5 separate regions of the Sus scrofa genome follow, and regions 2, 3, 4 and 5 are each linked to region 1. A link is a contact called in public targeted proximity ligation data. All regions are on one chromosome and are shown on one strand. The core of a region is the stretch at or near the end of the contact, and the rest is flanking DNA. Distances in the headings are between cores, read along the strand shown. Region 1 overlaps NSMCE2 (E3 SUMO-protein ligase NSE2). Region 2 has its middle 110 kb from the start of TRIB1. Region 3 has its middle 53 kb from the start of TRIB1. Region 4 has its middle 20 kb from the start of TRIB1. Region 5 has its middle 14 kb from the start of TRIB1.

Region 1 (3,440 bases), core at 431-2,930:
TTGGCCTCACCTCACCTCATGTTACCACTCTCACTCCATAAATTTCCAACCATTCCAACACCTCCAGATTTTCTTTCTTCCACTGACTGTACCAACCTGAAATTTGGCTTGGTTTCTCCACATGATGGCATGTGTGGAAATAATTGCTTGCTCTGCTCTCCTGTTTGCTGAGCTCTCCCATCCATATTAAGGTGTCACTTTTTGAAATAGTAAATGAGTCATCTTTTAGATTTCTAAAACAGAATCTGTATAGTACCTGAGTACTGCCTCGGTTTTTCTAGATGCTGGAGAATAACAATTTTTTTTTTTTTTTTTAGAATAACATTTGAGTTGATTTCTACTTTTTTTTTTTTTTTTTTAAATCTTTGAATCAGAGACGTGGCTTAGGTTTCAATGATCTAATAGAATGTGAAAATGACCGCTACAGAAAGAACTGAAATGGTGTCGCTCGATCAGATTTTAAAATTAAACTAGCATTTTGTATTATACGTATGATCATTGAAAACAATTAAGACTAGTTTAATTCTAGGCAAAGAGTACAATTCATGGCAGAGGTAGAACAGACTTAGGATCATTTTTGAAACATCAAGGCTTTTTAAAAGACATTGAAGTTTGTCTTTCAGTAAGCAGAAACATGCTTTTATTTGATTGGTGATTAACAGATGAAACCAATTTGATTATTCTAGAGAAAATTATTTTATTATCCAGACTTATTTATCCCTCTTCTTTCTGTGCTTTATAACTGAAATTGTGTGTTCTATATAAGTGGAAAGTTATATTTATATGTAGCAGCACTGTCCAATAAAAATATAATGTGAGCCGCGTATGTAACTTAAAATATTCCACCGTCCTCATTACAAAAGGCAAGAAGAGTAGGAATTAATTTCAGTAATGTTTTATCTAATCTAATGTGCCTAGAATATTATTTCAGTATGTAATCAGTATTAAAATTGAGTTATTTTTACATTTACATTCTTTTTTTTGTGCCAGGTTCCAAGTTCAAAATCTTATGATGGATCTCAATCCAGACTAGCCAAATTTCAAATGCCTAATTGCCACTGCATGTGGCAAATGGCAACTGTAATAGCAAGTAGAGAGGGTATTTCACTTTTCAGTGACTCTATCAAGAAATTTTAAGGGTAGTTAAATCAATCAGTTTTGTAGCTTTTTAGAGGTTTTGGTGATATTCACATTGAACCAGTTAGTAAAACAAGATAATACTATTTACCGATTTCTGTTTTTTCCTTTCTCTTTTTTCTCTTTGTATTAGTCGCCCTCTACCACTGGCGTGATTGGTATTTTAGGTTTTTCCCCAAATTGTTTAACCAGCTTAAACTTACTTCTGCAGATCCTATTAATATTTGCTTCTGTTTGAAATGTCACATGCTGATTTGACTCCACACCTACACTACTTTCATATTTTGTAGCTGATGTGGTAATTTAGTTTCTTTTGGTCTTGAGCAAGCTAGAGGGAGTAAGCCTCTTAAGCAGCCAGAACACTCTAGTTGCTGTAAACAATTAGGCCTGTCAGCAGTTGACCTTGGAAATGCTAATTTGCTTGTCTCTTGGTGCTGCTTCAGGCCCTGGCTTTCTCCCTGTGGGTGGGAGTTATGAACCCAGTTTGGAGAAGGCCCTTGGGGAAGCACCAAATAGATGTGCTTCTTGCTTCAGTTTTGCATGTGACCAAGTGCAAGAGGCATTCTTTGTGTGAACTTCTTTGAAGGGCTTTAAGAGCCTGCACTGATGCCTAGACTGAAGTTGAGAGGAAGCTTTGTTGACATTTGAATCTCCCCTTCCCCTGCATTCTAGCACTATCTGCCATAATGATTGATTTAAAATGATTTCATTAATGTTTCATTATATCCCTTGATGGGGTTTTACTTTTTTTTTGTCTTTTTAGGGCCACACCCACAGCATATGGAGGTTCCCAGGCTAGGGGTCCAATCGGAGCTACAGCTACAGGCCTACACCACAGCCAGAGCAATGCAGGATCTGAGCCGTGTCTGCGACCTACGTCACAGCTCACAGCAACTACAGATCCTTAACCCACTGAGCGAGGCCAGGGATTGAACCTGTGTCCTCATGGATACTGGTTGGGTTTGTTAACCATGGAGCCACAGTGGGAACTCTAGGTTTTATTTTTGATAACTAACCTAGATTTCTTTTTAACCCCTTCCAGTCAATTGCTCTATTTTTTATGACTACATCATATTCCATTGTTTGAATGTACCACATCTTATCTATGCATTCATTGTTGCTGGACATTGGGTTGTTATTATTAATAAATTATTATTTGGATATTATTAAGAAATATTGCTCTGAACGTTTGTGTACAAATTGATATCATGGTTTTGATTCGCATTTTCTGATGACTAATGAAGTGCAGTATATTTTCATGTGCTTTTTGGACATTTGTATTGGAGAGATGTCTATTTGGATCCTTTGCCCATTTTCAAATTGAGTTATTTCTGTCTCTATTTTTGAGTTGTAAGAGTTCTTTATATATTCTGGATGCAAGTCCAAAATCAAATGTATGATTTATATTTCTTCCCATTCTGTGAGTTGTCTTTTTACTTTATTGATAGTGTTCTTTAAAATATAGAAGTTTTTTATTTGGTGAAGTCCGGTTATCTATTTTCTCTTTTGTTACATGTGTTTTTGATCATACCTAAGAATCTATTGTCAAATCTAAGGTCATGCAAATTTATTCCTATATTTTTTCCTAGGAGTTTCACAGCTCTAGCTATTATATTTAGATCCATTTTTGAATTAATTTTTGTAGATGGCTTGACTAATGGTCCAGTTTCATTCTTTTGTATGTGGCTGTCCAGTTGTCCCAGCATCATTCTTCCCTCATTAATAGTCTTGGTACCTCATTGTTGAAAATCAGTTGACCATTGACATACAAGTTTATTTTTGGACTCTCAATTAATTCTATTCCATTGATAGAATTCTGTATGCCTATCCTTCTGCCATCAGCACATTGTCTTGTAGCTGCTGCTTTGCAGGAAGTTTTGAAGTTGAAAAGTGTAGTCCTCCAACTTTACTCCTTTTTTTCAAAATTGTTTTGAGTTTTTTTGGGGGGGGGTCTCTTGTAATTCTGTATAAATTTTAGGATCAGCCTATCACTTTCTACAGAGAAGCCAGCTGGGTTCTGATGGGATTGCATGAAGCTTATAGTTCAATTTGGGAAACATTATCATCTCAACAATATTGTTTTCCATAGGACCATAGGATTTTTTTTTAGCATCTATTTATATCTTCTGTACTTTTTTCAATGTTTTCAGATTATTAGTTTTACATTTTTTGTTACTTTATTCTAAAACAATTTATTCTTTTTGGTGCTATTCATTGCAAATGTTTAAATACACAGTTGATTTTTATATGTTGATCTTGTATCCCACAACCTTGCTGAATTTATTTATTTTGGCGTGTGTGTG
Region 2 (3,440 bases), core at 474-2,973, 380 kb after region 1:
TCATAAACCTGAAAACCTCAGTCAGCTACCTAAACACCCTAGATCTCACCTCGGACAGGTAGGTCTTGGGGAACGTTCATGCTTTAATGTATTTGCCCTTCTACCATTTATGGAATGCACGGGGAGGCATTGACAAGACTAATATTTTCTTCAAGAAATGCAGTGCCTCGTGGGAGACACAAATGCACATACACAAACACAGTAATGAACAAATTAATTATGCCATTCATCTAGTCAGCATACACGTATCACTGCATACCCATGCCAGGCATTGTGCTGTCCACCAGAGATACAGAAATGAATCAAATAGAATTAAGAGCACAGAATCAGGGAGTTCCCCTTGTGGCTCAGTGGTTAACGAACCCGACTTGGAACCATGAGGTTGCAGGTTCGATCCCTGGCCTTGCTCAGTGGGTTAAGGATCTGGTGCTGCCACAAGCTGTGGTGTAGGTTGCAGATGCGGCTCGGATCCCACGTTGCTGTGGCTCTGGCGTAGGCCGGTGGCTTCAGCTCCAATTCGACCCCTAGCCTGGGAAACTCCATATGCCTCAGGAGCAGCCCCAGAAAAGGCAAAAAGACAAAAAAAAAAAAAAAAAAAAAAAAAAAAAAAAAGCACAGAATCAGAGTCCACTCTCTTGAGGTTAGCATCCCGATTCTGCAACTAGGGCGAGTTACCTAGCCTCTCTGGTGTTTAGGCTCCTCATCTGTAACATGAGCATAATCACAGTGCTTTCTTCTTAGACTTGTTGTGAGGATTAAACGAGTTAATCCTTTTCTTAAATGAGCTAACATGAGAAGATTTTCAAAACAGTGCCCAGAACCTAGGGCACGCTATGTCAGTTATTTACTCAAGGAATTAAAAGTTTAGTGGCAGGAATTCGCATCATGGCTCAGCAGAAATGAATCTGACTAGCATCTATGAGGACACACTTGGCCTCGCTCAGTGGGTTAAGGATCTGGCATTGCTGTGAGCTGTGGTGTAGGTTGCAGATGCAGCTCAGATCTGGTGTTGCTGTGGCTGTGCTGTAACCCAGCGGCTACAGCTCCGATTTGACCCCTAGCCTGGGACGCTCCATATGCCTCAGGTGCAGCCCTAAAAAGACAAAAAAAAAAAAAAAAAAAAAAAATTCTAGTGGCAGAGAAACTCACATACACGTACACACATGCACCCACACAATACACATGGTAATTTATTTAACAAATAGTTAATCATGTTTGCCTTGTTCCAGGCTTTGCGTGTGGCATGGGGTTGGCGAGGAGGTGCAGTGTCATATGAGGAAACACAAGATGTGGTCTCTTTCCTACTCCCACCCCAGCCTATAGTCCTGTGGGCATATGACAGCAGGCCAGGACCCTGTTAGGACAAAAATACTGTTTCAAAATATGTTATTCTTACTTCTCTGTTTCATGCTTTATATAATGGTGTGGGTGAGCTGATGTGCAGGGGCAAGGTGCCAAGGTGTTCGGAGAGGGCAAAGCTAAGTGCCCTCCCCCCCCCGCCACCGGCTCACCCATCCGCACCCAGCCAGGTTCGGGGGTGGGGTGGTCAGCGAGTGTGCCGTCGTTCCCCTCTTCATCAGGGACCTGCTGTCCCAGGGAGCAGACGCAGCCCTCGGCCTCTGGCAGCCTGAACGGTGGCAAGACGGTGCAGAACACAGCCCCATATTTGGCCAGGGAGACGCTCACTTCACTACACGCCCTCTGACTCACCCTCCCAGCTCAGCAGCCCTGGGCTGAGCTCACAGGCCCTCTGTCTGACTCAGGCACCATGGGGTGTCCTCATCAGGGCCAGGGGAGGGGACAGCTCTGTGCCCCGAGCTTACATCCCTCCCTTCATCAGCCTCTGCGCTCTCTGTTGCATGCATGCTGCACACTTCACCTGCACTGGGACCCCTTTCCACCTAGGACTGCCACCCCCTCACCCCCCCATTCAAAGGCAGATTCTCCTGGAGCTGACGTCTCCTTGGTGAATTTCACCTTAGCCTCGCCCCACAAAGTGAGCTAGGAGGTGCTGTGATTTGGGCGGGTGGGTGCAGCCGGGAGGCAGCGCAGACAGGGGACAACAGCAAAGATCTGTGTGTTCTGGCTGCTCTGTGTGACCTGGGGCTGCTTGCTGCCAGTCTCTGGTCTGGAGACCTTGCTGCTGAGTCTCCAAGGAGACCGAGTCCAGACGAGCCAGCTCAGTTGGCTCACACAGGAATGAGGCGCTGTCTTCTGGCCCCTTGCCCCTCAGTGTGTGGTCCCTGGAAATGCAGCATCAACATCACCTTGGAGCTTGTTAGAAATGCAGAATCTCAGGCGCCACCCTGACCCACTGAACCAGAACCTGCCTCCTCTCCTGCCAATTCACGTGCACATGGAAGTTTGATTCTATTGGGCTGAGGTGTGTCCCAGGCAGCTTCAAAGCACCCCAATAATTCAGAGGTTCTGGAGCTGTGCTCTAACGCATCAGGGTGATTCTGTGACACCAGGTCTCACTGTCCTGTAAATAAACACAACAGTCAGGCATAGAAATGGGCCCAACAGGCGGGGGTCAGGACATGTGACACCTGGTGTGTGTGTGTGTGTTTGGGAGGGAAGTGCAGAGGGCGGAGGTGGGCTGTTGCTGGGGTGACAGAGCCCGGCAGCTATTGTCACTCTGCCCAAATCCATACCCCAACCTCCCCAAAATAAATCTCTTAATGTTTAAATAAATCTCTAATTTTTAAATGTTGGCTCAGGAGTTCCCGTTGTGGCTCAGCGGTAATGAACCTGGCTGGTAACCATGAGGCACGTTCGATTCCTGGCCTCACTCTATGGGTTAAGGATTTGGTGTTGCTGTGAGCTGTGGTGTAGGTTGCAGATATGGATTGAATCTGGCATTACTGTGGCTGTGGGTTAGCAGCTGCATCTCTGATTCGATCCCTAGCTGAAATTTCCATGTGTTGCAGGTTCAGCCCTAAAAAGCCAAAAAAAAAAAAAAAAAAGTTGGTTCAATTTTATTTCATTTCGTAATAATTATGTATGGTCTAAATAGAATGGGCTGGACATGGCCAGAGGCCTGCTGGTTTGTAACCTCTGTCCAACTGTCCTGGTTTGCCTGGGACTCTCCTGGCTTTAGTGCTGGAAGTTCAGCATCCGTGAAAGCCTCCCAGTCCCAGGCCAACCAGGATGGTAGGTCCTGGTGCAGGGCAGCTTAATGGTCTAGGAGTATTGGTTTGGAGCTATTTTCTCCAGTGTGAATCTTGGCTCTCTCACTCACTCACTGGTGCTCTTGGTCGCATCACTTAACCTCTATCTGCCTCAGTCCCTTCATTAAGCCTCCTAGGCTTGTTGTAAGAATGAAATGAATTCACATACACCAAGTGCTCAGAACATACTTGGTATTGAGAAAATGCTGTATGAAGGTTAGCCTTTTTTGGTCTGTCCCTACTGACTTTAATTTTATGACATGATCCAGA
Region 3 (3,440 bases), core at 349-2,848, 330 kb after region 1:
GGCCTCCAAGACGCTTCACTCCCTGGGATGCTGCCCTGAGACCCCCCATGTAAGGCAGCCGGTTTGCTGATTGCAGGATGGGAGGCCCTCATGGAGGAGAAGGCCAGTACCACCTTCCAGACTCATGACTGAGGCCATCTTGGAGCTTCTACTCCCAGTGACCATCCAACAGACCCAGACAAAACCAGCAGAGGAATTGTCTAGCTGACCAGCAGAAGTGTGAGAAGTTCAGTCATGGCTTTATTATTATTATCTTTTAAATTTTTCAGTCTTTTTAGGAAAGCACCTGCAGCATATGAAAGTTCCCAGGCTAGGGGTTGCATCGGAGCTGCAGCTGCCAGTTTACACCACAGCCACAGCCACGCCAGATCCGAGCTGCATCTGCCACGTATGCTGCTGATCCTTAACCGGCTGAGCGAGGCCAGGGATCAAACCCACATCCTGGGTTAAGGATCCGGTGTTGCCGTGAGCTGTGGTATAGGTCACAGACATGGCTCGGATCCTGTGTTGCTGGGGCTGTGGTGAAGGCCGGTGGCTATAGCTCTGATTAGACCTCTAGCCTGGGAACCTCCATATGCCACAGGTGTGGCCCTAAAAAGACAAAAGACAAAAAGAAATAAGGAAAGAAAGTCCTCATTAAAAAACAAACAAACAAACAAACAACCCACATCCTCATGGATACCTGTTGTGTTCTTAACCTGCCGAGCCACCGCGGGATCTCCATCACTGCTCTAAATCATGGTTTTGGGCTGATGTGTCGCATAGCGATAGATGCCTGAAATGTATCTTATCTACCCCTGTCAGTTCAGGATCTCTATCATCAGGAAAGGCCCCCAGAATAAGGGATCAAATTAAGAGACTGGAACCACATCTACTCCCCCAACCCCGTGGGGGTCGAACCTGGATTAGCTCAACAGGCTAAACGGCCCCAGAGGACCACATGGGGGCTACTGGGGCCAAGGTGATGCAGACCCCAGCTGGCCTGTTCACTCTTAGAAGCTTCATCGTTGGGTGGCCCGAGGCTCCAACTGTCCCCACCAGCCTCTGTCTGCACTGTAGCAAGAGCCGTTCTGTGGCCCCAGAGCCTTGGGAAACCCTGGCGCAATCACGAATGAGTTAAATGCTATCTGATCAGAAGCCAGAGGGCCTGTTTTCATTTTCAAAACTCTGTGTGTCAGTGACTCTAATGCAATGTCCAGCAATGTCTTGAGCAAGTGACCGGCAGGGGACATAGGATGCTATTTACTCAAGATAGCCCATCACGCAAAAGCAACTTGCCTAACCGGGTTTGTAAGCGATTGTTACGAGACCACCGTTGCAACAGGGATGGCCCTGGGTGATGGTCTCAGGAAGGGGCCGATCCCCCCGCCCCAGGCCAAATTTGGGGATATTCTCTTATTTTTGGAACGCTTGGGGCACTGGGTCCCTGGAAAAGAACAGAGAAAAAGGAGCGTTGGGAAATTGCACTCGGATGTGGAATGGTCCTTTAAGGATGGGTGCCCTGGGGAAGAAAGCTTCACGCCACCCTGGAGGGAGACAGCCCCTGGATCAGAGGAGGCTGGAGGATTGGCTGCCTTATGGATGGGGAGGATGATGTGGTCTGGCTCATAAGTCAGTTGCTGAGCAAGAACGTGATGCCTCAGGCTTTTGTAAGGGTTGGTTTGGGTGGTGAATCTATGGGGTTGGGATGGGGTTGGGGTGGGGTTGGGGTGTGTGGTCACTTTCCAGCCCCAAACCATGGTGACCAGGTGGCCACATCCCTGCCTACCCTCCAGGCTGGTCTTACAGGTCAATTGATTAAATCCTTCATCCTTTCTATCCTTTTCCTCTTGGCTAGAATCTGTTACTACTACCACCATCACTACTGCCCACCCCCTCATCTGAATAGCTGCTATGATTTAGCAGTACTTTCATCTGCTCTCTCAAATAATCCTCACAACCGCTCCAAGGGGTAGGCATTATTACACCCACTTCACAGCTGGGAAAATTGAGGCTCAGAGATGTTAACATCTGGTATAAGATTCTAGGACAGTGTGTCCCAGAGAAATGATAAATTGAGTCAGAAAATGGGATACACACAGATATGCAGGCATGGAAAAACAGACATACAGAAAGAGGTCCCCCAGCCCCCAGATACAGATGCATGACCCACAGTTACAAAGGCAAGGACAGAGACCCCGCCCCTGCCCCTGCCTTGGAGGTTTAGGGAGCGTACGCGGTTCTGAAGGTGTTCTGTGCGTTCTTGTGCGTGAAACCCAGATGTCACTGGGGAACATCCCATCCCATCCCATCAGATCCAGATGAAATTCCTTTAGTCACCTCCAAACCCCAATCCATCTCCTCCATTTTTTTCTGCTTGTGTGCATGCATGTGTGTGTGTGTGTGTGTGTGTGTGTGTGTACATAGGTCACTCTCTACACGTGGATGCTGGGTCACTGTGTAAGAAGTATTTCCAACCCCTGGCTGTGGTTAAGCAAAGTCTGACCCCTGCCATCAAGAGGTCCAGGCACCTCTGGGTCTACCTCTCCAGCCTCTTTGGGTTCTGCCTCCCTTTCTCCAATTTCTGATCCCTGTCTTCTCCCCTCACCCTCATCTCCTTATTGCCTTGCTCACTCCCAAGCCTTTTTTTTTCCTTTCTTTCTTTTTTTTTTTTTTTTTTTTTTTTGGCTTTTTAGTGCTGCAATCGCAGCATATGGAAATTCCCAGGCTAGGGGTCGAATTGGAGCTCTAGCCGCCAGCCTACACCACAGCCACAGCCATACAAGGTCTGAGCCGCATCTGCGACCTACACCACAGCTCATGGCAAAGCTGGATCCTTAACTCACTGAGCGAGGCCAGGGATCAAACCCACATGGTCATGGATACTAGTTGGGTTTGTTACTGTTGAGCCACACGGGAACCCCTCACTCCCAAGTCTTATCATGTCTAAAGCAAAACTTTTCCCTCCTACGGGTCACCTCCCGCTGCCCCATGCCCCCTCCAAATCACCCTGCCTCCCAAGTACCTATCAAAGTATTTACAATCCCCCCACACCCTAAACAAAAGCAGCTCTCTCCAGAGGAATCCTGCTGGAAGCTTTCATTTAAGCACCTTTTCTGTCTTTAATCCATGGATTGAGATTAAAACTGGGCAGGAGCTTTTAACCTGGAGTCTCCAACTCCCCAGCTATTTGCTTAGCTCAGCTTTCAGGAGGGTGAAGCAGGTGCCCTGGAGAGGTGAGATCTTTCTGCCACGAAATGCCAGTCCCCAGTCTCCTGGCCCAAGTGTCTTCAGGCTCTAGGTGTCCTTCTCAGCCTTTTATACAATCTCAGTGAATTTTCAAAACAGTCTTATGAGGAGTTCCCGTCTTGGCGCAGCAGAAAGGAATCAGTCTAGGAAGTATGATGTTTCAGGTTTGATCCCTGGCCTTGCTCAGTGGATTAAGGATCCGGCGTTGCCGT
Region 4 (3,440 bases), core at 297-2,796, 300 kb after region 1:
GAACATTGGTGTGCATGGATCTTTTCTAATTAGTTTTCTCTGGATATATGCCCAGGATTGGGATTGCAGGATCATATGCTTAAATTTATTTTTAGTTTTTAAAAGAACCTCTATACTGTTCTCCATATTAGTGTTATTTTATTTTCATGATGAGCATAGGGTCCCTCAGATTTACATTCTACTTGATTTTATTTTATTCTAATTTATAATATTTAAAAGTCATATTCATTGAGGTATAATTTCCCTACAGTAAAATTCATCTTTGTCTAGTTTACAGGTAAATAAAATTTGGCAAATGCATCTACCTATGTAAATTCCACCATAATCAAGATTTCAAATATTTCTGTTACTGCAAAAGTTCCCATAAAGCTGCCGTGAACATTTGCGAACATGTCTGTGTGAAGATATGTATTTTTTTTCTCGGGTGCATACCTAGACGTGGGATTGCTGGATTGTGTGTTTAACTTGATAAGAAATCACTGCCTTGTTTTCCAGAGAGGCGACTGTATCTTGCATCCCCATCAGCGATGTATGAGTGTACCAGTTGCTCCGCATCTTCATTAAGAATTCATAGTTAGTCAATTAATTAATACCTTAGTCATCCTAGTAGATGTGCAGTGGTACCTCATTGTGGTTCTAAATTCCACTTCCCTGATGCCTAGTGAGCATCTTTTCTGACACTTTGTCATCTGCCTCTCTTCTTTGATGAAGTATCTGATCAGGTGTTTTGCCTATTTTTCCCGTTGGGATGTCGATTTTCTTACTGAGATATGGGAATTCTTTTCATATTCCAGATGCACGTTCTTTATCCAATACATGTTTTGCAAATACGTTGATCCTCCCTGGATACAACTTGTCTTTTCATGTTCTTAAAGACTGCTTTTTGAGGAGGTGAAGTTTTACCTTTTTTTAAGCTCAGTTTATCCCCTTTTTTCTTTTATGGTTCATGCACTTTCTAAGAAAAGTTTACAGTGTTACAAAGATTTTATCCCACATTTATTTTCTTGGACAAGTGTTATTGTTGTGGGCTTTACATGCAGGTCAATGATCCATCTTAAGATTTTGAGTTGACTTTTATGTATGATATGAACTAAGGGTCAAGGCTTTGGTTTTTTTGTTTTGTTTTGTTTTGTTTTTTGATATGGATTGGCTTATCATTCCAGCAACATTGGTTGAAAGATCTGCTTTACTGAAAGAGGTAAGCATTTGCCCACTACTTGGTGTAGATTTTTTTAGTCCAAGGTGAGCGATGGAAGAGAAGGGGTGAAGGTAAGATTGCTGGGAGCCTCGTGTGAGAAGCGGGGCTCCATGTCATGCACCAAGTCACCCACGGGGTAACCAACAGCAAGCATCTCCAGGCGAAACCGCCAGCCCCCAGGCAGGGTACAGGCCGGCCCGGGAGGTGCCTGCTCGGGTATTTCTCTTGGTGTTTCTCAGAGATTTGTACGCGTCTTGCGTAAACTGCAGATTAGGAAAGCATTAGGTAACAAGAGGGTGGCTGGAGCCTGTTACACACCAGCCTGGCGCAGGGCCTCGGAATGCAGCCTGCGGGGATGGCCAGGCCGAGCAAGTCAAATAGAGCTGGAACCTGGACCGGACGGCTTCCCCTTTCCCTCCTGAGGCCAGAAGGGAGCTTCTGTTCGGTCTCGCGGGTCTCTGGAGCCTCAGTGTCTCACAGACTCTGAAGGTGACCATGGGACAGAAGGTGGGACAGGAAGGCCCTGGGTGTCGCATCACTTATTCTCCTTTATGAAGGAGGCGAGGAAAACATTTAAGACGTTTAAGAGAAATGGACAAATTGACCAATACCATGGGAGACATTAATATCCCTTTGCCACGAACTGATAAAACAAGCAGGCAGAAAATTGTAAGGAGGAGTTCCTGGTGTGGCTCAGCGGGTTAAGAACCCGACATAGTGTCTTTGAGGATGTGGGTTCGATCCCTGGCCTCGCTCAGTAGGTTAAGGATCTGGTGTTGCTGTGAGCTGTGGTGTAGGGCGGTGGCTGCAGCTCCAATTCCACCCCTGCCTGGAAACTTCCATACGCCCCAGGTGGGGCCCTAAAAAGAAAGAAAAGTCGTAAGGATATAGACCTGAGCAGCACCATCAGGCAACGTGATCTAATTAATATTAGGGTAACACGAGCCTCATATAAGGAATTAGGAAGTGTTCTCCTGCGTTTATTCTCTGGAATAGATTATGGAAAATCTGTATCCTCTTTTCCTCTAATGTTTAGTGTAATTCGCTAGTTAAACCATCTACCTGCTGATGTCTTTTGTGGAAAGTTTTGATTATTGGCTCAATTTCCAAAATGGATATTGACTTATTAAAATTATCTATTAAAAAAAAGGAGTTCCTGTTGTGGCTCAGGGGTACTGAATCTGACCAGTATCCATGAGGATGCAGATTCAATTCCTGGCCTTGCTCAGTGGGTTAAGGATCCAGCATTGCCGTGTGCTGTGTGTAGGTCGAAGATGCAGCTTGGGTCCTGCATGGCTGTGGCTGTGGTGTAGGCTGGCAGCTGCAGCTCCAGTTTGACCCCTAGCCTGAGAACTTCCATATGCCATGGGTGCAGCCCCAAAAAGACAAAAAAAAAAAAAAAAAAAAAAAAAAAAAGGAAGGAGGTGTGGTACAGAGGCTTTGCCCAGAGGAAAGTTAGCATCAAATAAAGATTCGTTCCAGCTGTGCCACCCCCACAAGCCCCTACCCCCGCCCTATGCTGCCCCCTCTAAGGACCACCCAGATGTTTGACTCTCAAGTATTTGGGGAGCATCTACTACTCGCTCACAAAGTCTCCCATTTATAGGACCTTTGCATGATCCCTGCCCTCTCGGTGCTTACACTCAAACCATGGGAGATGCGCATTCACATGATTAAAGGTGACAAGGAAACTAACCTTCTGGAGGCCTGCTCTGTGGCAGACACTGTCAGGCAGCTCTAGACATTATCAGATTTATTCCCTCTGCAAGATTGGGATGGTCATCCTCATTCTTAACATGAAAACTGGGGCTCAGAGAGGTTACGTAACTTACCCAAGTGTGCACAGCTAGCGTCAGAGCCAGGGTGTGAACTCGAGACTGTCAGATCACAGGGCCTGTGTACTTTGGCTCATCATCTTTTTCCCCCACGTACCAAAAACTCTGCTGGGGCCTGCGGGGTTCACAGAGGGGAACAAGCCTTGGTGACTAACTGCAGGCCCTTGATGTCTGGTGAAGGGCAAAGAAAAATAACACTGATAGTGAGCTACTGTGACCCTGCCCTGGCTTCCCCCGGGGTCTGAGTAGCATTTGTGAAGGGGCCGGGCGTGTCAGAGGCGTCTTGAAGGACAGAGGCCTGGACTCTGCAGATATGGGGCTGGGAGGCATCCTGGAGGGAGAACAGTGCTGGGAATAATAAGAGCACCCCCAGCATTATTCGGTGCTAAGCGCTGTCATGCTTTGCA
Region 5 (3,440 bases), core at 584-3,083, 260 kb after region 1:
TGGGAGGAGTTCCCTGGTGGCTCAGTAGGTTAAGGGTCCAGTGTTGCCACTGCTGTGGCTTGGGTCACTGCTATGGTGTGGGTTCCATCCCTGGCCTGGGAATTTTTGCAAAAAGTGGATGCAGCCAAAAAAAAAAAAAAAAAAAAAAAAAAAAAAAAAAAAAAATCAGGAAGTGGGGCCAGAGTTGGCTAATCCCTACTTTAGATGATGAGAGAGCACCGGAGGGAGATATTTTCCTTTCCTTTTACAGCTGCACCTTCAGCATAGGTATGTCCCTGGGCTAGGAGTGGAATCTGAACTGCAGCTGCGGGCCTATGCCACAGTCACAGCAACACCAGATCCAAGCCACATCTTCCACCTATGCTGCAGCTTGTGGCAACACCAGATCCTTAACCCACCGAGTTAAGGATCCCGCATCCTCATGGACGATATGTTGGGTTCTTAACCTACTCAGCCACAAGGGAAACTCTGGAGATAGTTTCTTATTGCTGCTGTAATAATTTATTGCAAATGTAAGTGACTTCATACAAATTTATTATCTTACAGTTCTGGATATCCAAAGTTGAAAATGGATCTTACTGGGGTAAAATCAAGGTGTTGGCACAATTTATTCTTTCTGGAAGTTTCAAGGAAGAATCCATCCCTTGCATTTTCCAGCTTATAGAGGACACCCACATTCCTTGGGTTGTGGTCCCCTTCCAGCAATGGCATCACTCTGACCTCTGCTTCTGTCACCACATCTCCAGTAGCCAGCATCAAATTCCAGCTATGTGAATTAGGCTCTCTCAGGTGATATAGCCCCACTGAGCCAGCAACTGACTGCTGTCACATGAATGAGCCCAGCAGCCCAGGTGAACTGCTGGCTGATCCCAGCCCAAACTCTGACCCTCAGAATCATAAGTTAATAAATGATTGTTGTTTTGAGCCACTAAGTTTTATAGTGGTATTTTATGCAACAATAAATACCTGATACTGGAATATTTGACACTAGTGGTACCACTATTTTGTGCCCTTCTCTCCTTTTTCAATCTTGAGAGTAGATGCGACATCTGGTGCTTCAGCAGCCATCTTGCAACTTGAGGTTGCAAGAAACTCATAGTAGGTATGGCTTTGACATCACTGCTGCCAAAATGACAACAGTCCTTGTTCAGTTTTGAATTTCTTTCATGTGAGAAAAAAAAAAAACAACCAAAACTCTATTTATGTAATACTATAATTCCAGCTACTTGCAAACTAAAGAACATCTAACTAATACATGGCAAGTTGCCAGACCTCTGAGGCAGCTGAGAAATGGTCAGGAATAGCCAAGAATTAGGAAGACAGAAATGATGTTTGATGGCAGAAATTTGAGGCCTGGGTCCTGTTTTCCTCTTTGGAACCTTGACCTGCCATTAGCATAAACAGCCGGAGAATCTTTTCAGTGGAGAAAGCTTGGAAAGGACCTGGATGAGAAATGTCTGGAAGGCACTTGGGTTGAGCCTCACTGATAAGACTCAGAACACTTGTCCCATGGCTGTGTATTCTGTGAAAAGAAATGACTCAGGGCAGTTATGAAACTCTGAGGCCCATGTGTATTTACATTTTGACTCTTTCGCTACTCTGGCCAGGAAGATTTTCAGCTTGAGATGGTTCTTCCAAGGGAATTGATGCTGGGAATGTGGAGTGGCTGGACAAGGGCAGCTCTGGACACAGGCAAGAGTCGAGGGAGCACACAGGTGAAGACCAGATAGCTGTTTCAAGAGGAAATATCCCAAAGCAGACCCAGGGCCCGCGCAGATTCCCATCTTCTGCTTCTTCCTCCTTTCTAGAAGGTTCCAATTCCATCTGTGGGGAACCCCCCTGCACTTCCTTCCCAAAACACCACACACACACACACACACACACACACACACACACACACACACACACGGACATGGAATGTGCTGTTTCCTTTCATCTCCAAAAGCTCTCTTCTTCATTTTGCAGATAACAATAATAGTTAACAGTTATTGACTGCTTGCTATAACCCAGGCCTGTGCTAAGAGCCTTACTGGCATTAGCTAAGCAAATCCTCACAGCAGGCCTGTAGGTGGGTTTAAAAATGCTCATTTGGAGTTCCTGTCGTGGCTCAGCGGTAACAAACCCGACTAGTATCCATGAGGAGGCAATTTTGATGTGTTGTCATGAGCTGTGGTGTCGGTTGAAGAAGCAGCTCAGATCTGACTTGACTGTGGCTGTGGTGTGGACTGGCAGCTACAGCTCTGATTCGACCCCTAGCCTGGGAATTTCCATATGCAGCAGGTGCGGCCCTAAAAAAAAAAAGAAAGAAAAACCTCACTTGACTGGCAAGGAAACGAACACAGAGAGGTTATGTGACTTGTCCAAGGTCGTGCAGGCTATGAGTGTAGCCAGGATTAAAGTCCAGGCCTTATGACTCCAGAGCTCAAACCCTTAACCACAACCCTCTCACACCCGCAGAGGAGGAAAGTAAGGCTCAGAGAGGTTAAGGGACCAGGCTGATGATGCAGAGGCAAGATTTGGCTACAGGTTCCTGTACTCCTCTGCCTGCCTCGGAACTCTCCTCAGCATCATCAGTCACCAGGGAGCTCTAGACCTGGAGCTGGGGGTCAGATTTCAGCCTTCTCCCCTTTCCTCATCTGCTGACCTTGGGCTGTAAATGGAGCCTTGGCTTTGCCCCCTCCCATCTGAGCAGACTTAGTTGATCAAATGCCATTAGGGGTGTGGAAGAGTTGGATCAACTCTAGGGTTGTTGGTGGTGTTCTGGTTGTTTTTTTCTAATGCCCCAGCCTTGGGGTAACTGTATTTCTGGACTAGCATTTGACCTGCAGTGCCTTGTTCTGGCAGCTGGCTGAGTTTGGGGTTTCCTGCTTCTGCTCAAAATTACCACCCTCCATAAAATGCTCAGGGATGCAAGCGTTTTGCAATCAGTTATTGCATCAGGAAAACTCTCTGAATAGCGCCATTCTACCCTCTTCCCCGCCCAGGTGCTGGCTCAGCCAACTGGAGGTTGGGCACAGGGTGGGGGGGCGGGGAAGGAAAGAGAAGGATAGGTATTTTCTTTCCCACCATCCAGACAGTGCCTGTGGCAGGACCAGCTGGACCTTGGATCTAGCCCAGACACCCCCAGGAAAGGGCTGGTCCTCTGGGGGGAAATGAAGAGGATTAGGATGCCAACACCAGACTGGGGAGTGGGCGGGGGGCATGGATGGGCTGGGCTGCTCCATCTTACCCCAAAGAGTCCACAGTCCTGCCCTGCCACTGATCAGCTGTGACACAGAGCAAGCTGCGCACCCCCTCTGGGTCTTGGGTTCCTCACCTGCAGAATGGGGGGCCCTAACTCACCCTGATCCCATAGTGAGGTTTTTTGTTTTTTGTTTTTTTTTGTCTTTTTGCTATTTCTTGGGCCGCTCCTGCGGCATATGGAGGTTCCTAGGCTAGGG

The links.
Region 2: a targeted proximity ligation map of alveolar macrophages shows a contact between it and region 1. A contact is called at or near these places in 2 of 2 datasets of targeted methods (alveolar macrophages and skeletal muscle).
Region 3: a contact with region 1 is called in a targeted proximity ligation map of alveolar macrophages. A contact is called at or near these places in 2 of 2 datasets of targeted methods (alveolar macrophages and skeletal muscle).
Region 4: a contact with region 1 is called in a targeted proximity ligation map of alveolar macrophages. A contact is called at or near these places in 1 of 47 Hi-C or Micro-C datasets (adipose tissue) and 2 of 2 datasets of targeted methods (alveolar macrophages and skeletal muscle).
Region 5: a contact with region 1 is called in a targeted proximity ligation map of alveolar macrophages. A contact is called at or near these places in 1 of 47 Hi-C or Micro-C datasets (omental adipose tissue) and 1 of 2 datasets of targeted methods (alveolar macrophages).

What each region holds. Positions count from the first base shown.
Region 1 is chr4:14,572,766-14,576,205 of Sscrofa11.1, reverse strand. The region is part of intron 2 of NSMCE2 (E3 SUMO-protein ligase NSE2); the gene reads left to right. Among named protein-coding and RNA genes, the nearest start is that of WASHC5, 24 kb to the left of the region's middle.
Region 2 is chr4:14,188,529-14,191,968 of Sscrofa11.1, reverse strand. No RefSeq gene overlaps it. Among named protein-coding and RNA genes, the nearest start is that of TRIB1, 110 kb to the left of the region's middle.
Region 3 is chr4:14,243,154-14,246,593 of Sscrofa11.1, reverse strand. No RefSeq gene overlaps it. Among named protein-coding and RNA genes, the nearest start is that of TRIB1, 53 kb to the left of the region's middle.
Region 4 is chr4:14,276,022-14,279,461 of Sscrofa11.1, reverse strand. No RefSeq gene overlaps it. Among named protein-coding and RNA genes, the nearest start is that of TRIB1, 20 kb to the left of the region's middle.
Region 5 is chr4:14,310,899-14,314,338 of Sscrofa11.1, reverse strand. No RefSeq gene overlaps it. Among named protein-coding and RNA genes, the nearest start is that of TRIB1, 14 kb to the right of the region's middle.